Regions from separate parts of the Sus scrofa genome. Here regions 2 and 3 are each linked to region 1. The links are chromatin contacts, called in public Hi-C and HiChIP or PLAC-seq maps. All regions are on one chromosome and are shown on one strand. Each heading gives the region's core, a stretch centred on a gene start, on an enhancer-like site or on the middle of the called end of the contact. The rest is flanking DNA. Distances are from core to core; before and after follow the strand shown.

Region 1 (3,976 bases), core at 808-3,307:
CACTTGATATACAACCAGTCTAGAAGTAGTTCAGTATGTAAACAACCAGAATGGCTGCACTAATTTGTGAATGTCCGCCCTAATTCTACATCAATTCACATCTTGGAAAGATGGTGTCTGGGTTTGAAACCTAAATCTGCCACATTCTAGCTGTGTAGGTTCCAGCAAAGCCTGTTTGCTAGCCTGTTTCCTTCTAGGTACAAACAGGGCTTCCAGGGCTTAATTTATGTCCTCATAAGCACACTGAGACAGATAATTATCTCCCTGGTACAGATGAGGAAATTAAGGCACAAAGAGGATTAACAAGGAGGCCAAGGTCACACCAAACCGGTAGGTGGGTGATCTAGGATTTGAAGCCATGTCATCCTAGCTCTTTCATCAAATGGGCTTACAGCTGAAAAGACTTTTTGAAGATTCAGTTCATATAAAGTGCTCTTACTGGTAGGTACTCCATTAACTGTGGTTATCACTATCCCCACCCTTCCATAAACCCTGGCCATTCCAGACATCTCACCTCTCCTTGTGCACGCCAGGACATTTCACATTTGCTGTAGCAAATCCTGCAATTACTGTCAAGAATGTGCTCCTTCCTCCTTGTCTGTCTGTCTGGAGAACGCTTACTCCCCTCCAAAGCCCACCTCAAACACAAGAACCTCTGTACTTCTGCCCACCCAAATACCACCTCTGCTTCTTCCAAGAAGCCTTCTCTGACGCCTCTCCTTCAGCAATACTCCCTACACACACACAGCTTCTTTTGTCTCCCACTGCGCTCGCTGACAGTAGAGAGCCAGGCAGAGCAAGTTATGAAGGGGCTAGCAGTCTTAGCTGCACCTCTTACATGCCATGGCCTGTGCTGGGCACTGGGTAATATGATGGAAGGTAGATGATCCCTTCAAAATCTAGAGGGCAAGTTTAATGCTAGGGACTAAAGAGAAAAAGATTAGGATTGAAGCCTGGAGGAAGCTGGGGCATGGGAAAGCTGGCATCAATGGCAGGTAAGCTTTTTAATGACACCTGGGCTGGGCTTTAAAGACAGAGAGGATTCATAACTGGCACAGGAGGGTTCTCATAATACCCTATGGCCTATAGGGCCCCATTTAATTTGGGAATTCTACTTTATGGCAGGATAAGCTTGCCAGATTTAGTAAATAAAAATATACTATGCCCAGTTAAATTTGCATTTCAGATAAAGTCTTTCAGAAATGTCCATTCCAAATATTGCATGGGACATAGGTGTATTAAACAATTCTTTATCTAAACGCAAATTTAACTGGATGTTCTATATTTTAACTGGCAACAAACCACACAGCACGGACAAAACTTCCTATTGGATTGCCAGGAAACATTGCTCTCCAGTCTAGCCTACCTTTCCCCAAGCCCACATCACACAAAGCCCCTTCCAGAGTACTCCAGATGTCAGGTGGAGGCATTCCTTGGTGCCCAAGTTCCATTCCTACAATGAATATGGCGGCCAGACTGGCTTCCACGATTTTAGAGGGGCATAAATGAGGCTCTCTCACCACCATGATGCAAACACAGTACCAAGACCCAACAATGTCCTGAGCCTACAGCAACCACCTCCCAAGATGCCATGCGTTAACATAATAGGCATCCATTCCCACAAAGCTAGGACAAGAAGGCAAGAGCAAAATCTTAAACAGGAATATAAGGACCATTCCCCACAATGCCCTGCTGTTGCAGAAATTTCCCCTAGGATGTATGGGGCCTATAATGACCACCTTCCAATGCGCTCTTCGTCGAAGCACTCCAAGTTTCCAGGATGCTCAGCGGAAGGTGTGTGACAAAAGGGACGTCTTCCCCACAAGATACTAGGATAATCCCAGAATGCACCAGGCCCATAACGACTAGCAAACAAACTCCCACAATGCTTTAGGGCAGGCCATCCCGTCTTCCCAGGATGCCCCAGGGCAGCACGAAGCCTCGTCGGAGGAGAAAAGGGAGCCCGGGTCTCGCCCTCAGGCCATCACGGCCGCTGACGACCGCGGGTGGCTCCTCGGTGACGGGAGCCGTCACTCCCATCATGCAGCGGTGCCGTAGCGCCCGCCTCCCAGCATGCCCCGCGCACCTCCATCCCGTACACTCACCCGCGCTGGCGGCCCCCAGCTCCGGCTCGGCGGCAGCGGCTGCACGCCCAGGCTTTGCGCCTGCGCCGCAAGTGGGTAGGAGGGCGTGCAAGGGGCGTGAAGAGCCTAGGGCGCTTGCGCGGCGAGATAGACCATTCCTGTCGCACAGTGGGAAGAGGGGCTTTCTGAGTTGGGCAATCGACGAACCTCGCGCCGAGGGTTCTGGGCTTTGCCCCTCGCTGTCCGGGCTTACTTGGTACAGTCCGCTGCCGGACGGAACTAGAAGCTGCAAGCCTCGCGCCTGCGTGAGCGAGCCTGAACGCGCCTAAGGCGCAAAATGGGATTTTCTGCGGGTGGGGGGCTGCCAGCTCGGCCAGGATCCTGGACCTGAGGCTTGCTCATTTGCATAATCTTAGCACGGGACCAGGGGAGGCCTCTGGCGCTGGCAAGGTTGATTTGCATATTCTCCTGAGGGGCCTTACTCCGGAGCGCAGTGATCAGCATATGCGGAGCATAGGGGGTGGGGGGCGCTGCGCCTGACCGTAGCGCATGCGCACAGGGGCTGTGGACTAGCGCGAAGTGGGTAGCGTGAGTTTAGATTAGTCAGGATTAGTTTGCATCCGGAGAGGTGGCACAAGGGACAAGACCCTTACTGACCCTTATCAACCCTCACCCCACAACCAAGATAAATATTTATTGCTCTCTTTTATGTCAGGCCCTGGGCACTGTGGTTTCTTCAGTGAACATACTCGGCCTCTGCCTCCCTGGCCCTCGAATCAAAGGAAGGAGGGTCACACATAATCAGAACCACAAGCCAGAGTAGTCAGACTGGGGGTTAAGTTGAACAGAGGAAACTGGGAACCAGAGGTGGCGCCTGCCCCAGGGAGTCTTTCTGGCGATGGAATAGCAAGAGTAAAGGCCTAAAGGCAAAAAAAAAAAAAAAAAAAAAAAAATCGCAAGATTTGACTCGAAAGCAGTTTAGTATGCCCGGAACAGAGTTAGAGAGAGGAAAGTCTCACAGGTGACATTAAGAGCTCAGATTTTACTGCTGCGTTCCAGGCTTCCTGGAAGTGACTCACATTCCAGTTTAAAACTGTCCAGTGAGATCCCACCACTTAAAAATCCAAACCCTTTATTATGGTCCAGAGGCTGTACACGTGGTCTAATCTTGCTTATCTCTGGCTTCACCAGCCTTTCTTTATCAGAGCCTATCTAGCTCCACTTCCCCCTCAAACACCCCGATCTCTTTACCATATCAGGCCTTTGCCCTTGCTGTTCTTGCCTGAAAATGCTTTGCCTCCCGACCTTCTAATAGCTACTCTTGTGCTCATCATTCATATCTTGGCACAGATGTCAATCTGACAGGCTTTCCCTGATCTAAGCTAGCACCTCCAAATTGGCTTTAGAGAAGTGAATGGGTTGCGGATAAAGCAGGATTGGTGGTGAGCTGATGGTTGTTCAAGCTGGGGTGACAAGTGTATGGAACTTCATTATCCTGCAAACTTCTGTATGTTTGATGTTTTCCATAATAGCAAGTTATAATAGTACCTCCCCACCCCCTTACTCTGTACTTTGCCTTTTTTTTGTCTTTTTGTCTTTTGAGAGCCGCACCCGCGGCATATGGAGGTTCCCAGGCTAGGGGTCTAATCGGAGTTGTAGCCGCCGGCCTACACCACAGCCCTGGCAACACCGGATCCTTAACCCACTGAGCAAGGTCAGGGATCAAACCTGCAACCTCATGGTTCCTAGTCAGCGCTGCACCACAACTGAACTCCGTCTGTACTTCATCTTAATAGTACTTATGGCAATTTGATATTAAGTTTTTTTGCTTCCTGTTTCCCTCGTGAAAGCTTTGTGAAGGTAAGACTGGAGTTACCCTTTTTCACTTTGGG
Region 2 (3,432 bases), core at 368-2,867, 33 kb before region 1:
AATTCCCTTACGGCTGCCAGGAAATTCCCCCGTGGCCTCCTTAGAATCCCCAGAAGTTCCTTTTTGAAAGGAAAATCAAAATGAAGTCCGTTTTGCTAAGAGAGCTCGCTAAAATGGAGCTGGGAGGCCACTGAGGAACTGTGCCCATGCAGGTCTCAGCCTGGACGGAACCTGACCTTGTGACCGCTTACTGCATTAACACAGATATCCAAAACATCTGCTAGAAACTCAAGATACTAATCCAACCTTCTCGGTAAATAACTCATGCCAGCCTATCTATTTATGGCTCCCTTACCCTAAAGTAACTCATGACAGCCTATTCTTTAAAGCTAAATGTTTCCTTACTTGTTTCAGAGTCAACTACAGTTCTCTCCAGACAACTTCAACCTAACGAGCCTTCGTCCTCATAAGCTCCTGACTCTCTTTCCCAACCCTCTTTCAGCTTTATGGGAATCTATATCTCTCGAATTGCAATTCCTAAGACTCCAAATAAAGTTCGTTGTTCTTTGCAGCCCAGATGCTGATTTCTCTTCAACACCTTTTAGACTCCAAAAGTTCTCATAGAGACCCCTCACGATTTCCTTTACTTCTTCCAACCTCCCCCCACGCCAGTCCCTCACCGAGTCCTGGCTACTGCAGGACACCACATGGCGGAGGCGGATCTCCGGCATGTCAGCGCCGTGGGCTTCGCCTGGCCAGAAAGACGCAGGAGGGTCTGAGTTTAGGGGGCGGACAGGGGGTGCTCCCTGCGCGGGCTTAACTGCGCAAGCGCGCGAGGCTCGGGCCTTTCAAACAGCGGCGCGCCGGAGGTCGCGTCAACACTGCGCAAGCCCAGTGCGTCTCTCCAGCCAGAGGCCAGAGGCGCTGTTCCCTAGCAACGAACGAGCTGTTCCCGCCTCCCTCAGGCCAAACAGCTCTCTAGCCCCTCCTCCCAGTGACGTTCACACCCAGCGTTCGGAGAGAGAGTCTTGCTACCCGAACGGCCTCGGGTAGTGGGACCCAGAAGAAATTCGCCATCCTCACCGCCCAAACTGAAGCCCGAAAAGCAAGAGGGCAGCAAACCTGAGCAGATCTTTGCAGGGATCTGCAACCGGATCCCCTCAGCGGTTGCTGGCTACTCCCTTGCCGCCGCTCCCCCGCCCCGCCCAACACACAAGGAAAAAAAATCTCGGACCTTTGAAAGTTATGCCTGAGGCCAAGAGAGAGTGGGTAAAGGACCTAAATAAAACCCAAAGCACGTGCCCAAGGCAGACACACAAGCAGCCTCGACGGCTCCCAACCCTGCCTCAGTTGTCCAATATGACCTGTGGGCATCCGTCTCGTAACACGCCCATCCCTGCCGGTTGACAGGCACCCATCTGTTCGGTCCCCACGAGACCCAGAAGCGCATCTTCGGGTGGGGTTGGAGCTGGAGAGAGCCTTAACACAGAAAAGGGAGTATGAACCAAGCGTGCCAAGAAAGGAAGGGAGACTAGGCGCCGGCGCCTCTGCAGAACGAGCCTGGACAAGGTGGGCGCTCCCAGCTAGGGCCCCGCCCACGCTGAGGACCTCCCTGGGAAGAGAGAGAGAAGGGAGAGGGCATCTCAGTCCTTCCAGCCGCTCTATCCTACAGGGAATCTAATGTCCAGATTCTGATCTTGGGCTTCAGGCCAGAAAATAAAAGGTCGGGGAAGGATCGGTGGGAAAGGGAAAAAAGAGGGAAGTGCCCGTCTGAGTCCTGATGGAAGAAAGGCGATGGAGGCCCAGACTCCTGGGGTCCGGGCGGAGGAGGGGGCTGGGCACCAGATGCCCATGTCCCTTTTGGATTCTGGTTCTGTTTCTCCTACCCAGAGGTGCAGAGGCCTGCCCCCAGATCTTACACATCAGCCACTTTTCACCCTAGGGGTAAGTTGTGTCCAGACCCACCCCTCCTCAGTTTCCCATGAGCTGGGGTCCTGGAACTGCAGGCTCACTCACCCAACATGAGGACTTCCGTGAAACCTGAGACCTTCCTGCTGGCCTCTGCCCTGCTCTGCACCCTCCTGGGTCTGGGTGACTAGGGGCCTGGACTTCTGGGACTCCAGGAAAGAAGACTGACAGCATTCAGCAAGGTCCTCCAGGGGGAAAGAGTCCGAAAATTCAGATTCATGGTGAAAGCAGAGGGTAAAGGAGAGAAAGCTTGGGATCCCAGAGGAGGAATAGCTCAAAAACTTGCATTTGAATCCCTGAGAAAGGAGTGGGGGTGGGTGGGCTCTGAATCCTCTGATCCCTGGGGGAAGGCACTCAAAATAAGGTATCTGGGGAGTTCCCGTTGTGGCTCAGCAGGTTAAGAACCCAATTAGTATCCATGAGGATGCAGGTTTGATCCCTGGCCTTGCTCAGTGGGTTAAGGATTCTGGTGTTGTTTCGAGCTGCGGTGTAGGTTGAAGATGTGGCTCGGATCTGGCACTGCTGTGGCTGTGGCACAGGCCTCAGCTGCAGTTCTGATTCAACTCCTAGCCTGGGAGCTTCCATATGCCTCGGGTGTGGCCCTAAAAAGACCCCCAAAAATAAATTAAGACCCATTTGAATTCTAGAAAATCAGATCAGAGTATGACCAGAAAGGGAATTTTTTTTTTTTTTTTTTAATGGTTGGAAAGGGAGAGATTTCCTTTCTCTCAGGACTCTACGGAGTTCTGGTCCCCAATCCCCTTCTCTCTTAGATGCAGGAGTTCAAGAAAACTCCACCTTCCTGAGGACCCAGGTGTCTGGGCCCCTAGTTGCCTCCTCTCTCACGACCAAGGGGTCCATGCCCTTGCCCTCCTGGCCCTCACCCCTCCTTCTTGACTGGGGGTGCAGACCTACGGAGGGTAACTAAAAGGAAGAGGCCCACATCTGAGAACCACTTGGATCCGAAGGTTCACAAAAGTCCATGCAAATCTTCTTCCCCAGCTCCCCCACTCCCCATCCCAGTTCCCAAGCTTTCTCCAAGGACCCTAGCGTCCAAAGCCCCCAGCCTTGTAGTTTGGGAAACTTGCCCCAGGTAGAGTCGCTTCCCGTCCCTGCAAGAGCTTCAGACAGTTCCCTGGACAGAGGTCAGTGCCCCGCCCATGAACGATCTGGAGGCTGTGAGGTGTGTACAGGCTCCGACTCACCTGCGGTGGAGATGTGAGGACTTGCGACGCCGACCGGGACTCATGCGTGGTCCGGGCGGCTGAGACGTCAGAAGTAAGAGGGCAGGGGCAGAGTCAGATCCGGGGGGCGGGGGGGGGGTGCCTTCAGGGGAGCACATGCGCACTGGGAGGAACCTTTGCGTGGTGAGCGGGCAGGAAGAGGGAAAGATAATCCAAGGTGGACAGAGCGAGGATGCTGATGGGAAGACCACAACCGCCATTGTCATCGCTTTCTGAAAATGAGGCTCCCAAGCAGAAGATGGGGGGAGGAGCGGACAGAAAGACTTTCTTAGGCACGAAG
Region 3 (3,466 bases), core at 528-3,027, 45 kb after region 1:
ATTCGTTAACCACTGCGCCATGACGGGAACTCCTCAATCTTAAGTTTCTTATTTAGACACAGTCTGGTGCGCCACAGACTTGAGATGTATCCATGTTAATACTTGGAACCTTAGTTCCTTCCTTTAAGCTGCGGTGGGTTATAATATGTGACTATGCCATGTTTCTCCTCTGCTGACCACTGACTTCAGGTTCTTTCCTGTTTTTCATATCACAAACATACTGTTAAGAACTTTTTTTTTTTTTTTTTTTTTGGTCTTTTTAGGGCCACACCGCCGGCATGTAGAAGTTCGCAGACTAGGGGTCAAATCAGAGCTGTAGCTGCCGGCCTACACCACAGTCACAGCAAATCCGGATCTGAGCTTCCTCTCTGACCTACACCACAGCTCAAGGAAAGGCCAGATCCTTAACCCACTGGGCGAGGCCAGGGATCAAACCACACCTCATGGATCCTAGTTGGGTTCGTTTCTGCTGGGCCTCGATGGGAACTTCCCTTGTCAGATTTTTAAATGCTTGTCAACCTGGTGGGTCTTGAGTCTCATTGTCTTTTTGGTGCGCATTTCCCTGATTTTTTGCTAGATAAGGTTTTTCAGTCACTCGCATTCGCATTCCCTGCCTGGAGGTGGTGGTGGGGGCACTGGGGGAGCTCACCTTCCCTGGTGTGCAGGATCGTGGTCCTGCAGAAGTCCTGGCCAGGGGCACATTCTTCCACTTTGCAATTCCCGGTCCTCTTGCAGAGCATGCATTGCAGGCCCCAGGAGGCTGGGGCAGAGGGAAGGAGAGTGTTATTTCTCAGCACCAGGATCCCCCTCTCGCCTCCTTAAGCCCTAACACCTGGGACCAAGTCTCCAGGCCTCGTGCCCGCCCCGGGGTTCCAGCCAGCTGTACTTCGAGCCTATCTTTAGGCCAACGTCCTAACCCCGCGCTCTACCCTGAAGACCTTTCCCCGACTACAGGTCCTTCCAAGGCCCTGCTCTCGCTCATTTCCCCTTTAATTCTGTCGGCGCCGGGCCCATCCTGAAAGTCTGATACCCCAATGTCTCTGCGCGTGTGGACGTTCTAGCCCAGCTCCCTTTTAGGTCCTTTCCTCCACCCCGCCCGCCTTCGGTCTGTTTGGCCTCGAGAGCTCTTCTAGGGGTGTTTACCCTCACCGACACCAGCGGATTTTTACTTTCTTTCTTTTTTTTTTTTTTTTTTTTGTCATTTTTTTGCTATTTCTTGGGCCGCTCCTGCGGCACATGGAGGTTCCCCGGCTAGGGGGTCGAATCGGAGCTGTAGCTGCCAGCCTACGCCAGAGCCACAGCAACGCGGGATCCGAGCCGCGTCTGCGACCTACACCACAGCTCACGGCAACGCCGGAACCTCGACCCACTGAGCAAGGGCAGGGATCGAACCCGCAACCCCATGGTTCCTGGTCGGATTCGTTAACCACTGCGCCACGATGGGAACTCCGGATTTTTACTTTCTACCCCGGCTCCCGGTGCCCCCCCACGACGCCCACACACACAAATTCTCCTCCCCTCCGGGGCCTCTCTTCAGCGTTCTCTCCCCATCCAGCAATCCAAGAAAACTTTTAACTTCGCCTATCAGACCTGTGGAGAGTTTAACCGCAACTGACAGAGCCAAGGGGGGAAGAGTTCCTCCCGCCCACTAGCTGCTCCGGAGATGTTAGCCCCGCCCACCGACGTCCCAACGACGCCCACTAGCTCCGCCCCGACTTTCTAACCCCGCCCACCATCTCCGCCCCCACAGCATAACCCCCGCCCCACTAGCCCCCGCCCCCAAGGCCTATCCCTTCCCCGGACCCCCACTGCGGTCCCTTCCCCATTCCAAATTCCGAGTTGCCCCGAGTCATTACTCATTCTAGGCCTCCCGCGGTCCGGAAGGCTTTCCGAGGTATTCATTACTAAACCACTTCCCAACCCCCACCCCTACTCCCGCCCCGCCCTGACAGTTCCTTCCCAATTTCCTTTCGTTTTTCAACACTTTTTACATTTTCCGGGGAAAGGAGTTGAGAGGGTCTTGTCGGCTTGAAAACAGTAAAGGCTCCTCGAAGGACAAGTTCTGGGTCCCCGAACCCTGGCTCTGCGACGCTCAGCCTCTCTTTAGACCTTTTGTAAAATGAGGCGCTGTCCTCTCTCTTTCAAGTGTGTGTGCGTGTGTGTGTGCGTGTGTGTGTGGAGGGGGGAGAAGAGAGGGCTGTGAGACGCCCCTACGGGGTCAGAATCCCACTTATTCATGGAGTGCTGTGTGACCTCAGGCCAGTTTCTTAACCTCTCTGTGCCTATTTTCTTCTTTGTGAAACGGAGTTAAAATAGTTACTGCCCGCCCAGTTGGAAATTGCAAGGAAGGAGTTTAGAAGAGTGCCTGGAATCAAGAACGCACTCGCCAAATGGTGGCAGAAGTCAAGTGCCTTTATTCAACTAATATTTCCTGAGCATCTACTGGTTGCCAGGTACTGTGCCGTGTGGGGCTGCAGATAGCAGAATTATTTGAGCATGAGAGTGGGGTCGGGGTGGGGGGGAAGCTGGATGCTAAGACCTCCTCTTCCAACTCATCAGACTTTGAGCTCTTTTCCCCTCCCCTCCCCTCCCTCTCCCTCCCCCGCCATCGGTCCTGGTCCCCGGAGCAGGGGTTCAGGCACCCAGCCCCTACCTGGAACGCAGATCTGAACCAAGAGCAGCAGCAGCAAGGGGCAGCCCATGTCCGGCAGCGGCTCCTGTTTGCCGTCTCCCTGCACTTCTCAGTCTGGCCCCAGGAAGGAGACGGTTTTGTGGCTCCGGGGGCTCCTCCCAACGTTTTGCGAAAGAAGGAGTCAGCTCCAGATGCGTGGGGCACCCCCCTCTTCCTCAAAAATTTCCCTTACCAGGGCGCGGCCAGCCCGGGGTGGGGGGCTGGCTCTACTCTGACTCATGCTGGCCGTAGTCACAGTTGTCCCCACACTGCCTGGGTGCAAATTCCAGTTCTCTTCCTGCCATGGGACTTTGGGCAAAGGACCTCACACCTCGGATTAAAACTTTTTTTTGCGATAGCAAATCTGCAGCTGATTATTAGATAATACAAGGCTTTCCTTAGTCTTGTTGGGAAGGATAACGGTATCGTGGTTATGTGAGAAATGTCTTTATCATTTAGAGCCGTACGCTGAAGTATTTGGGGATGAAATAACATCTCCAATTTACCTTAAAACACTTTAGCCAAAAAAGTAGAAAAGCCAAAAAGTTATGACAGTGGCTTTGTGGTTATGTGGGAAAATTATTCTTATATTTTACAGATGCTCACTGAGTAAGCCATGTCATCCCCTGCCACTGTGATAAGTTGTGTTAGAAGTTGAAAGACAGTGGTGTCTGCATTTACCTTGAAATACCTTGGGAAAAGGGAAAGGTAAAATAGCAAAAATATCTATCGAGGAGTTCCCGTCGTGGCACAGTGGTTAACAAATCTGACTAGGAACCATGAGGTTGCGGGTTC

What was found. A called contact is a pair of places that touch in the nucleus more often than the background predicts. HiChIP or PLAC-seq counts read pairs in DNA pulled down with a chosen protein or histone mark.
Region 2: a contact with region 1 is called in an H3K27ac HiChIP or PLAC-seq map of alveolar macrophages. The contact joins the promoter of PINLYP here to the promoter of ZNF428 in region 1. A contact is called at or near these places in 2 of 2 datasets of contacts at active chromatin or transcription factors (alveolar macrophages and skeletal muscle).
Region 3: a contact with region 1 is called in a Hi-C map of mesenteric adipose tissue, with 2.0 times the contacts expected there. The contact joins the promoter of LOC106507601 here to the promoter of ZNF428 in region 1. A contact is called at or near these places in 1 of 47 Hi-C or Micro-C datasets (mesenteric adipose tissue) and 1 of 2 datasets of contacts at active chromatin or transcription factors (alveolar macrophages).

Annotation. Positions count from the first base shown.
Region 1 is chr6:50,457,619-50,461,594 of Sscrofa11.1, forward strand. ZNF428 (zinc finger protein 428) reads right to left here and starts at 2,058. Exons shown (of 4, transcript XM_021094479.1): 1 at 1,740-2,058. The coding sequence starts at 1,860.
Region 2 is chr6:50,424,934-50,428,365 of Sscrofa11.1, forward strand. PINLYP (phospholipase A2 inhibitor and Ly6/PLAUR domain-containing protein) reads left to right here and starts at 1,618. Exons shown (of 5, transcript XM_021097545.1): 1 at 1,618-1,922; 2 at 1,924-1,957; 3 at 1,959-2,031. The coding sequence starts at 1,735. XRCC1 (DNA repair protein XRCC1) reads right to left here and starts at 797. Exons shown (of 17, transcript XM_013988646.2): 1 at 621-797. The coding sequence starts at 671.
Region 3 is chr6:50,502,617-50,506,082 of Sscrofa11.1, forward strand. LOC106507601 reads left to right here and starts at 1,778. Exons shown (of 7, transcript XM_021094484.1): 1 at 1,778-2,453. PLAUR (urokinase plasminogen activator surface receptor) reads right to left here and starts at 2,837. Exons shown (of 7, transcript XM_003127198.5): 1 at 2,654-2,837; 2 at 650-760. The coding sequence starts at 2,702.